2 separate regions of the Oryctolagus cuniculus genome follow, and region 2 is linked to region 1. Evidence: chromatin contacts called from public Micro-C data. All regions are on one chromosome and are shown on one strand. The core of a region is the stretch at or near the end of the contact, and the rest is flanking DNA. Distances in the headings are between cores, read along the strand shown. Region 1 holds the start of KHK (ketohexokinase). Region 2 overlaps LOC103347715 (a long non-coding RNA gene).

Region 1 (4,648 bases), core at 650-3,149:
TGCAGCAACACCCCGACTCTCTTCCGCACTGTCCCTGCACCTGTGGCAAGCAAACCCTGTGCCCAAAGCACAGGGTCAGCTCCACCAGCCAGGTAGCAGCAAAGGGACAGGGAGTGCAGGGGCCGGCGCGGGGCTGGAGCGCTCCGTTCTGAGCCCAGACACGCAAGTGGGGATGCCGCTGACGAACCGTGCAAATCTCCACATCTTCAGCTTCTTCCTCTGCACGGAGTTGACTGATCCTTGCACGGTTCCCACGGGCGTCAACCCTGCCCGGTCTCTCCCCCAGCCAGCCTCAGGGCCATCTTGTCAGAGGCAGCCTTGAGCTTTTATCTGGTTCTGGGCTGAGCCACTGGAGAGCCGTGAGCACGTCCCAGGGTCCCTGCCACACGGGAGGTGCCTCCACGGCTGCACCCTATCACGCGCAGGTGTGACCACCACACAGGACGTTCCAGCGTCTACCAGGCGACTTAGAAGGATGTTTTCCGGAATGCTCTTCCCTGACCTTTCTCAAATCGACTTCTGGTAAACTCCTTGTGGAATTTAGCTCCAGGGAAAACTGGCTCCCAAACCACCTCTCCTGTGGCATCCGCAGCACCGCCTCCGGTGCCAGCAAGCCTTGGGCCAAAGCTCAGATACCACGGTTTTAAATGTGCTGGAACCTTCTAACTGCTCATACCTCTTACCCTAGGCGACCCCAGATGTTTTTTAGAAACAGGCAAGATATATGCAAGGCCGTCAAACAGTTCGTGGAAATGCATATTATAAAAAAAAAAAAAAAAAAACTACATGGATTTCAAAATAGTTTGCACAAAAACAAATATTTTCAATCTGTTTTTCCATGAATCTCTTGATGCACCCTCCGATATGTGGCACACAGGTTGGTAGAACGCATTTAGAAGCAAGTGCACACTCCCGGGGTGGGCGGTGGGAGCGCCGGGCCCACCAGCTGTCTGCCCTGGGATAAATCGCTTCCTCTCTGTACTTGCTGATCCGCAACACGGGAATCCTGAGACCTAGCCCGATGCGCTCCACAAGGCTGCGTCCATTATTTCTCCTCTCCCACTAAGAGCCCCCCAGGCTTCCCCGGCAGAGAAGGCTGGACCCTCGCGGCCTCACTGCAGGGTCTCTGGCTAGCAGCCCGGTGGTCTTGGCCGCGGGCCACACACGCAGGGCTGCAGCGGTGCCCGGGGCTTTGGAGGGGCCCGGGCGCCCCTACCTGCTGTCCGTGTCCTCCTCCGGGTACTTGTCCACTACATTGATGACGTCCAGCACCACCAGCCCCACGCACAGGATCTGCTTCTCCTCCATGAGGCTGCGCCCGAGCTTTGGGCCCGCCAGGCTGTCGGAGTGCCTTCCCGGGCCCTGCCTCTTATCCCGCAGGGCCGGGTCCCGCTCCCAGGGGCTGCCCCGGCTCCTCCTCCGCGTGCACAGCTCCTCCCCCGGGAGTCCACGGCGGCGCCGGAGGGTGCAGGGAACGGAGCAGGGCCCCGGCCGCCGCAGCCCAAGGACCCAGGCCGGCCCAAGAGGGCCGATCCCGAGGTCTCCCCGAAGCGGCCGACCTGGCCTCGCAGGTGGCAACACCTCCCACTCCCGGACCTCAGCTTCCTAGCTCGTCCCCCGGGCTCGGGGTGGGTGCAGACCTGGCTAGAGAGCGCGGTGAAGCAATCTGCCGCACGCAAGGAGAAAGGGCACGCACGAGTACCGCGCCGCCTGCGCGCCCTCCGCCGCACCTGCCGCTCTGGCTCTCCGCCCTGCACCCGCGGGGCTGAGCGCAGCCTCGCGACCCGAGCCCTCACTGCCGCCCGGCTTCTCCTCCGCCCGCCCGCTCGGTGGGCTCCGGACGTCACGTGACGCGAGACGCCGCTGAGCGCCCCCTGGCGGACGCGGGCGGAACCGGCGTGACCGCGAGAGCCCCTCGGCGCCGGGCGGCGGCGGCGGCGGCGATTGCGGGCGCGGGGCCGGGGATCCTCTCCGTGCGTTGCCATCTTCTCCCGCACGGTCCCGTGTACTCCTGCCTACCCCGGAACACGGACTGGAGCGGAACGGCTTGTTTTGTTTTGTAGAAAAAAAATCAAGTGTGTTTATTCGTCAATAGTTTAGTATGGCGGTGGGGGCCGGAGCCCGCTCGGGAGAGCCCCGGAGTCGGCCCGCAGGGCTGGTGCAAGGACGGAGGGGCGAGCATCGGCCCTCCGCAGTCCGGGTCCTGGAAGGGGCTCAGGCCGGAGCTGGGCCGGGGGCGCTGAGTCCCCGAGGCTGGGCGCCCAGAACGGCGCTCCGAGCCAGGCGGGGCCCGCCGGCTCATTGGCGGGCGCAGACACTTGAGAGCGGTGAGGTCGGCTCCTGTCTACACCTGTCCCAGCTCCAGGTCCGCGTAGAGCAGGGCCCCGCTGAAGATGGTGAGCGGCTCCTCCGAGTGCGCCAGCTGCCCCATCACCAGGTCGATGCAGACCGTGTCCCCAGCCTGCAGCGGCAGGATGAGGCTGAACACGCCCAGCGCGCCGGGGCTGGGCTGGCTCTCCACCACCGGCTTGTTCTCCAGGCCCTCGGGCTCGTAGCCGCCAGAGTCGATGCGGGCCACGCCCAGGTTGGAGCGGGACAGCACGGCCTCCACTTTCTCATGCCGGTGCCCAGTCAGTACCGCGCTCAGCAAGTAGCGTCCGGCCAGCGGTGCGGTGAACACGCCTGAGGACAAGGGTGGGCGTCAGGAGGGCTTCGGGGTGGGGAGGCCCCGCTGCGCGCTCAGTTGCTGTTGCATTCACTCAGAACAGGGCCTGGGCCGGAGCAAGCCCCGGGGAAGAGCAGGTGGGAGAATGACGCCCCTCCCCTGCCCGATCGGTGAGGATGAAGGCGGGCAGGGCCCATGTCCCCACTGCTCACCTGTCTCCGGGTCATAGTAGCCTCCGTCGTTGAGTAGGACCCTGTCGAAGGGGACTGTGCCTGGTTCAGACCGCGGCAGACTCAGGGCAGCTGAAAATGCCACCCGGGGCACAGGCACGGCAGGTGCCCCCTCCTCTCCTGGGGGTGGGGTGGGGGGTGGGTTAGAGGAGCTCAGGGCAGACCTGCCCCCCCCAAGTCCTCTGCCCTCCAGAATCAGAAGGAAGCAACTTACCCTGTTCACCCTGGGGGCCTGTGGGAAGAGAAAGGAGAGCAGTCAGGAGTGCGGCTCTCGCTAAGTCATTCAGCAAACACTGGCTAAGTCTCCCCTGCTGTGCTGGTGCCCTGTGGATTTCAGGGCTCGGCTGCTGGGCCTTGAGCCCTCACCGCAGCCCCTCCCATGCCAGATGGCCCTGGTAGGACCAGTCTTAGTCTCCAGGGCAGCACTGGGGCCAGCACGGCCAATGGCAAACACGGCGACTGTCCCGGCTCCTGGTCGTCTGTCCACCACCAGCCAATCCCTCAGCCCTTTCCCTTCTCTGTCAAGTTCAGAGTGGAATGTCAAGCCTTGGGCTGCCCAAAGGGTCAGCGGCAGCCAGGGTCTTGGCCCACGTACCTGGTGGCCCAATGGGCCCCTTTTGTCCATCCTTGCCCGGAAGCCCTGGAGGTCCGGCAGGGCCTGGGGGCCCCTGCATCCCAGGAGGTCCTGGAGGCCCAGCCTCACCCGCAGGCCCTAGGGCAACAAAACTAAGTTGAAAAAGAGCCAGAAAGGGAGTTTGCGAAGGCCGAGGAAAGCGGTGGCCCCACGGGTAGGGAAGGGGGCTGAAACAGGTGGGCCTCTGCAGGCTGACAAGGGGAGGGGGGCCTGGCTTGCCCATGCCGGCTGTGTGGCTGGCAGAACAAATCGCACCTCCACCCACAGGCCTGGCTGAGCCACTGGGCGACGCGAGGGAGCGGGGACCTCCCACCATCTCCTGGGACAGGCTGGAACCCCCCGAACAGAGGCTGGGGCTGCAGTTCATGGGGGGGCAGAGCAAGCAGAAAGCAGCTGAGCGGAGGCTGGGCTGCTGCAGGGTGCGGGGAGACAGAGGGCTTGGAGGGGGTCCCCCGTGCCTGCTCCGGCCCCTCACCAGTGAGATCCTGCAGGCTGAGCTGGTGCAGTCGGCCCTCCAGGAGCTGCAGGGAGCTGTTCAGGGCGCCGAGCCGCCTGCCCAGGCTGGCCTGCCCCCCCAGCAGCTTCTCCAGCAGGGCCGCCTGGGTGTGGCTGGTGCTGTTGGTTTCCCGCAGCCCGGCCCAGAGGCCAGCCACGTGCCTGGAAAGGCCCTCACGCAGGCCCTGCAGTCCCCCAGCCACGGTGTCCAACCGCTCACAGACGCCTTCGAGACGGCCCAGTCGTCCCTCCAGGCTCGGGCACTGGCCGGCCTGCGCCTGCCCCTCCTCCAGGCCTCGGAAGCGCTCCTCGCTCTCTGTGGCGTGCTCTGTGGCCTCCTGCTGCAGCCTGTTAATCTCTGAGATAATGCTGTCCTTGGTGGCCCCCAGGTCGGCCAGATCAGCACCCTGGCCCTCCACGGTGGTCTGCAGCTCGTGCAGGGAGTCATTGAGGGAGCTAAAGGTGAGAATAACTTCAGAGAGCTCTCCTTGCAGGGCCTGGAGGGCCGAGCCTGAGCTGCCCCCAAACACGCTGAAGCCGTCCAAGGGCCCACGGCTCGGTCCCCCAACACCCGGACCGGCCCCAGGGCCCCGTGGAGGGAGCAGGGGGCAGGAGCAGCGCTCC
Region 2 (4,648 bases), core at 631-3,130, 110 kb after region 1:
TGGGTCCCTGGCCCTTTCTTTGTCAGGTCCCCTCTGCCTGGTGCTCCTGTGTGTTCACGTCTGTCCCCATGGGAGGGTCTCCTGCTCAAAGACCCTGAATATCCACCTTTGTATCCTGAGCACCTTGCACAGGACCGAAAACAGCCAGGCGGCCAAGGTGACCTTCCTGGGCTTTTCCCAGGGTGCCTGAGAGGATAGTCTCAGAGAAGGGGGTTAGCTCTGGCCACTGTGGGACTGGCGTTTGGATTGGATTCTGCTGGGGTGCCCTGGCTGGGCTGTGCCCGAAATGCAGGGAGGCCCTGCCGTGCTGGTAACTGTTACCAACCACGTTCATTATTCATTGGAAGCTAGAAGGGGAACAGGGTGCTAAACCCAGACAGATTCGCACAACACAGGAAACCTTGACGTGGTTCTAAACATTTGCAAGGGACCCACGTAGGCAATGTGTAATTTCGCTGCGGACTGGACTTAAATTACATGCCTCGAAGTGGACGAGCTTTTATTTAGAGAGTGCGTCTGCCCTCCACCCTGCTGGAATCCCACAAGCCCTGGGTCCCGGAGTTCCAGCCTATGTGACCTTGGCCTTGGTTTTCCTCATGTGAGGTTGTGATGGTTAAATGAGAAAATGTATGAAAGATGTCAAGCTATGCCCCATGTGCTGTCCATACTCACCAAATGGTAACTGCCAATAATAACTCAAACTCTCAGGGGTGTTCACTGGGGACTTTATCTGACTGTCCACCCCCACACTCCAGCTATGCCTTGTCACCTGATCTAGAGGCACATATCAAACTGAGACTTTGCAGATTTTTTTTAATATTTATTTATTTGAAAGGCAGAGGTACAGAGAAGCAGAGGGGGAGAGAGAGGAGAGAGGAGAGAGGAGAGAGGAGAGAGGAGAGAGGAGAGAGGAGAGAGGAGAGAGGAGAGAGGAGAGAGGAGAGAGAGAGAGAGAGAGAGAGAGATCTTTCATCTACTGGTTCACTCCCCAGATGGCTGCAACTGCTGGTGGAGCTGGGCTGATCTGAATCCAGGAGCCAGGAGCTTCTTCCTCGTTTCTCACATGGGTACAGGGGTTCAAGGACCTGGGCCATCTTCTACTGCTTTCCCAGGTGGTAGCAGAGAGCTGGATTGGAAGTGGAGCAACCGGGAATTGAACTGGGACCCATATGGGAAGGCTTTACTAGCTATGTCACAAAAAAAATTTATTTATTTCAGAGGCAGAGAGAGAGAGAGAGAGAGAGAGAGAGATCTTTCATCCACTGGTTCACTCTCCAAATGGCTGCAATATGGCCAGAGCTGGGCCAATCCGAACCCGGGAGGCAGGAGCTTCTTCCGGGTCTCCCACGTGGGCACAGGGGCCCAAGGACTTGGGCCATCCTCTAATGCTTTCCCAGGTGCATAAGCAGGGAGCTGGAGCAGCCAGGACTTGAACTGGCATCCATAAAGGATGCCGGTGCAATTGGTGGAGGCCAAACCTACTAAGCCACAGTGCCTGCCCCTGGGTATTGTTTTTAAAAGTGAAATGTTACATCCTTTGGAGAGACTCTTTTAAAGCAAATAAGGCTAACTGGTACCATAGCACTTAAATCTAAAAAAATGAATTAATTTTACTTATTAGAGAGATAGATCTCATTCACTGGTTCACTCCTCAAATGCCCACAATAGCTGGGGCTGGGCCGGGCTGAAGCCAGGAGCCTTGAACTTCATCTGGGTCTCTCAAATGGATGGCAGGGTTCCAAGCACTTGAGCCATCACCTGCACACCTGCAGGGTGTGCATTAGTAGGAAGCTGGAATTAGAAGTGGAGTCAGGACTCAAATGCAGATTCTCCAGCATTGGATGGGGGCCTCCCAAGCACTGTCTTAGCCTCTGTGCCAGCTGCCTGCCTTCACAGTATCTCTAATGTATAATGGGAGATGTTAGCATTCCCTCAGCTCCTGCTACAGCAGGCGCGAGACGCACCCTCGTCCCAGCGACCTCTCTGCATCTTCTGAGGTTGTTACTTCCCCTTTCCCAATAAACGGGCTCAGTGAGCGTAATCACTTGCTGAACATCAGAAGTGGGGCTTGAATGCAAAGCCAACACCCAAATCTGAACTGTCGCTACCCCACGCCTCCAACACTGTTTGTACCCTCAGTACTGTCAGCCTGGCGTTCCCCAAACTCACTTCTAAATGCAGGAGCTTGGTTCATTTTTTTGTATCATCTGAAATACGCCTGGTAGGTAGGTGTCCCATGAATCAGGTTAAACAGCAAGCAGAAAACTCACTTGAGCAAGTCTCAACTGGAATTGTCAGATAAAAACATGGCACCTTCTTTCAACTTGACTTACAGGTACACAATAAATATTTATAAGTATTTCACAAACACTATTTGGGACGTACTTATACTAAAAATTATTTTTATATGAAATCCAGATCTGGCTGGGCGTCCTGTGCTTTTATTTGCCCCACCTGGCAACCTTTTCCAACTATACTCTGAAATGGGCTTTCAAAGAGACATTTGTCCCCAGGGAGCTCCAGGTGGGGGAGTTTGCCATGGACCCTCACTCAGGGTTGATCTGATCCTGGGTGGTTCTGTGAGCGGGACTAAGACAACCTGGACACACCCGCCTTTCCTGGAGCCTCAGTTGTTCAGGTAGGTTAGGCGGCTGATGCACCCTTAGCCAAAGAAGTAGTCACTGGTGAGCTTAAAGCGCCCTCTGGAGGGCCCTGTGGGTAGTACTGTGGCCAGGACTTGCAGAGCAGAGAGGAGCCCACAGGTATGGCAGGGGAGAGGGGCCAGGGAAAACACACCTTCCTGGCATTTTCGGTTTGAAGTTGCTGCTGCTCTGGCCACTGGGGAGCTGAAGGCACTTTCCCAGGGGAGCTACTGCCAGGGCTTCACTGTCCCAGAATCCTCTGCCTCCCCAGGGTTTCCCTGCCCCTTCCCCAGGCCGGAAGCCCAGGCCTTAGGAGCAGTGCCCTGATCTGATCTGCTGAGTGTATTAGGACTCGTGCTTAAGGTGGCTCCCAACAGTTTCAGTCTCCCTTCTGAGAGGCTAGCCAGACAGCGAGGCCGTGTTCCCGCGCGGGAAAGAGATGCAGGGGATTTCAGCCCCCTTGCACCTTAAATTAAGAAGCCGCGAAGCACGCAGGGAACCGGTCCACAGTGGTGGTCAGTGGTGTTGAATGACGGCCTCTCCCCCTTTCCCTCTGTCTGGGTCGTCACCCTCACCAAACCCTACCCTACCCCCACCCCTTCCTCAGTCAGGGCAAGGCCTCCTGCTGTACCCATGGCCTTCCAAGCCTGCCTGGTGATGCTCACCATCTCTGTCTCCAGCAGCTCAGGGGGCGGCTCCCAGGTCTGATCAGGAAGAGATCAACAGGAAGACAAAACGGAAGTGAGGCCGGAAGCCGACTCCTGGAGGCCCTGCCAGGGCACGTGCAGCTCCTACAGACTCCTGGGACCTCACCTGCCAGCGCACCTGAAGCCTTACCTGGGCTGGGGGAGGCTCTGTGAGGCCCCGCTGGTCACCTAACTGCTGGTTGGGATTCTATCCCGGCCTCCATGGGGTGAGGGTGTGGTGGCTGTGCTGGGGAAGTCCCCAAGCTCCTGCCCACTGAGCCCATCACCTGCCCAAGTGCTTTTTTTAAAAAAATTTATTCTATTTATTTTAAATAATAAAGCATGTAGGAGAGATCTTCCATCTGCTGGTTCACTCCCCAAATGGCTACGAAGGTCAGGGCTGGGCCAGGCGGAAGCCAGGAGCCAGGAGCTTCTCTGGCGTGGGAGCAGGGGCCCAGCACTTGGGCCCAGCACTTCCACTGCTTTCCCAGCCACGTTAGCAGGGAGCTGATCGAACATGGAGCAGTGGGGACTGGAGCTGGCACTTACATGGGATCCCAGCGTGGCAGGTAGCCGGCCCCCATAACCTCCTCACCGTGCTGATCCGATGGCAGGAGCCAGGTGCTTCTCCTGGTCTCCCATGCGGGTGCAGGGCCCAAGCACTTGGGCCATCCTCCACTGCCTTCCTGGGCCACAGCAGAGAGCTGGCCTGGAAGAGGTACAACCGGGACAGAATCCGGCGCCCCGACCAGGACTAGAACCCGGTGTGCCAGCGCCGCTAGGTGGAGGATTAGCCTATTGAGCCGCGGCGCCGGCCTCTATTTGTTAAGTATGGAATAGCTCAGGGTTCTGGCCTTTCGTACCCCAGGAAAGGAGAGATGGAAAAAAGAGACGGTCGACAACCTCTCTGCTTCAAATAAAGCAATCTGTCTCTGTTGAGGTCGGTCTCCGTCTCCTTTCTGGGGGTACGAGAGGCCAGAACCCAAAGCTATTCCATACCTAACACTATTTCTGTGTTGAGTGTTTTCTTTCTTTTGTACAAGGAAGTGGCATTGGATAGTTTCAATTGTTTTTTCTGCATTTGTTGAGAAGATGCTGTGGTTTCTATTTCTTAGTCTATTGATTTTCAAGTGTTAAGCCAACCTTGGATTCCCGGGATAAGTCCCACGTGGTCATTATGTCTAATTCTCTTTTATGCTGCAGGATTCATGTTGGTTTATCATTGTATTCCTCTGTGATTATTTCTGGAAGGTCAGTAGTAATGTCTGTTTTTTAATTTCTGATTTTAGTGATTTGAATCTTCCCATGGTTTCTTGGTCA

The links. Hi-C and Micro-C count contacts between places; a contact is called where the count stands out from the background.
Region 2: a Micro-C map of ear pinna shows a contact between it and region 1, with 5 times the contacts expected there. The contact joins the enhancer-like site here to the promoter of KHK in region 1. A contact is called at or near these places in 2 of 6 Hi-C or Micro-C datasets (ear pinna and an unstated tissue).

What each region holds. Positions count from the first base shown.
Region 1 is chr2:175,872,865-175,877,512 of mOryCun1.1, forward strand. KHK (ketohexokinase) reads right to left here and starts at 1,900. Exons shown (of 8, transcript XM_070069336.1): 1 at 1,731-1,900. It overlaps EMILIN1 (elastin microfibril interfacer 1), which reads right to left. Exons shown (of 8, transcript XM_051843067.2): 4 at 4,005-4,648; 5 at 3,491-3,607; 6 at 3,110-3,127; 7 at 2,878-3,015; 8 at 2,051-2,682. The coding sequence ends at 2,345.
Region 2 is chr2:175,981,426-175,986,073 of mOryCun1.1, forward strand. It overlaps LOC103347715 (a long non-coding RNA gene), which reads left to right. Exons shown (of 3, transcript XR_516302.4): 3 at 3,323-4,648. Among named protein-coding and RNA genes, the nearest start is that of MAPRE3, 9.7 kb to the left of the region's middle. Within about 2 kb of position 1,881, at least 1 of the 8 cell types and tissues checked has an H3K27ac peak or open chromatin away from gene starts, as enhancers often do. A contact at or near this core is called in ear pinna, where this site is marked.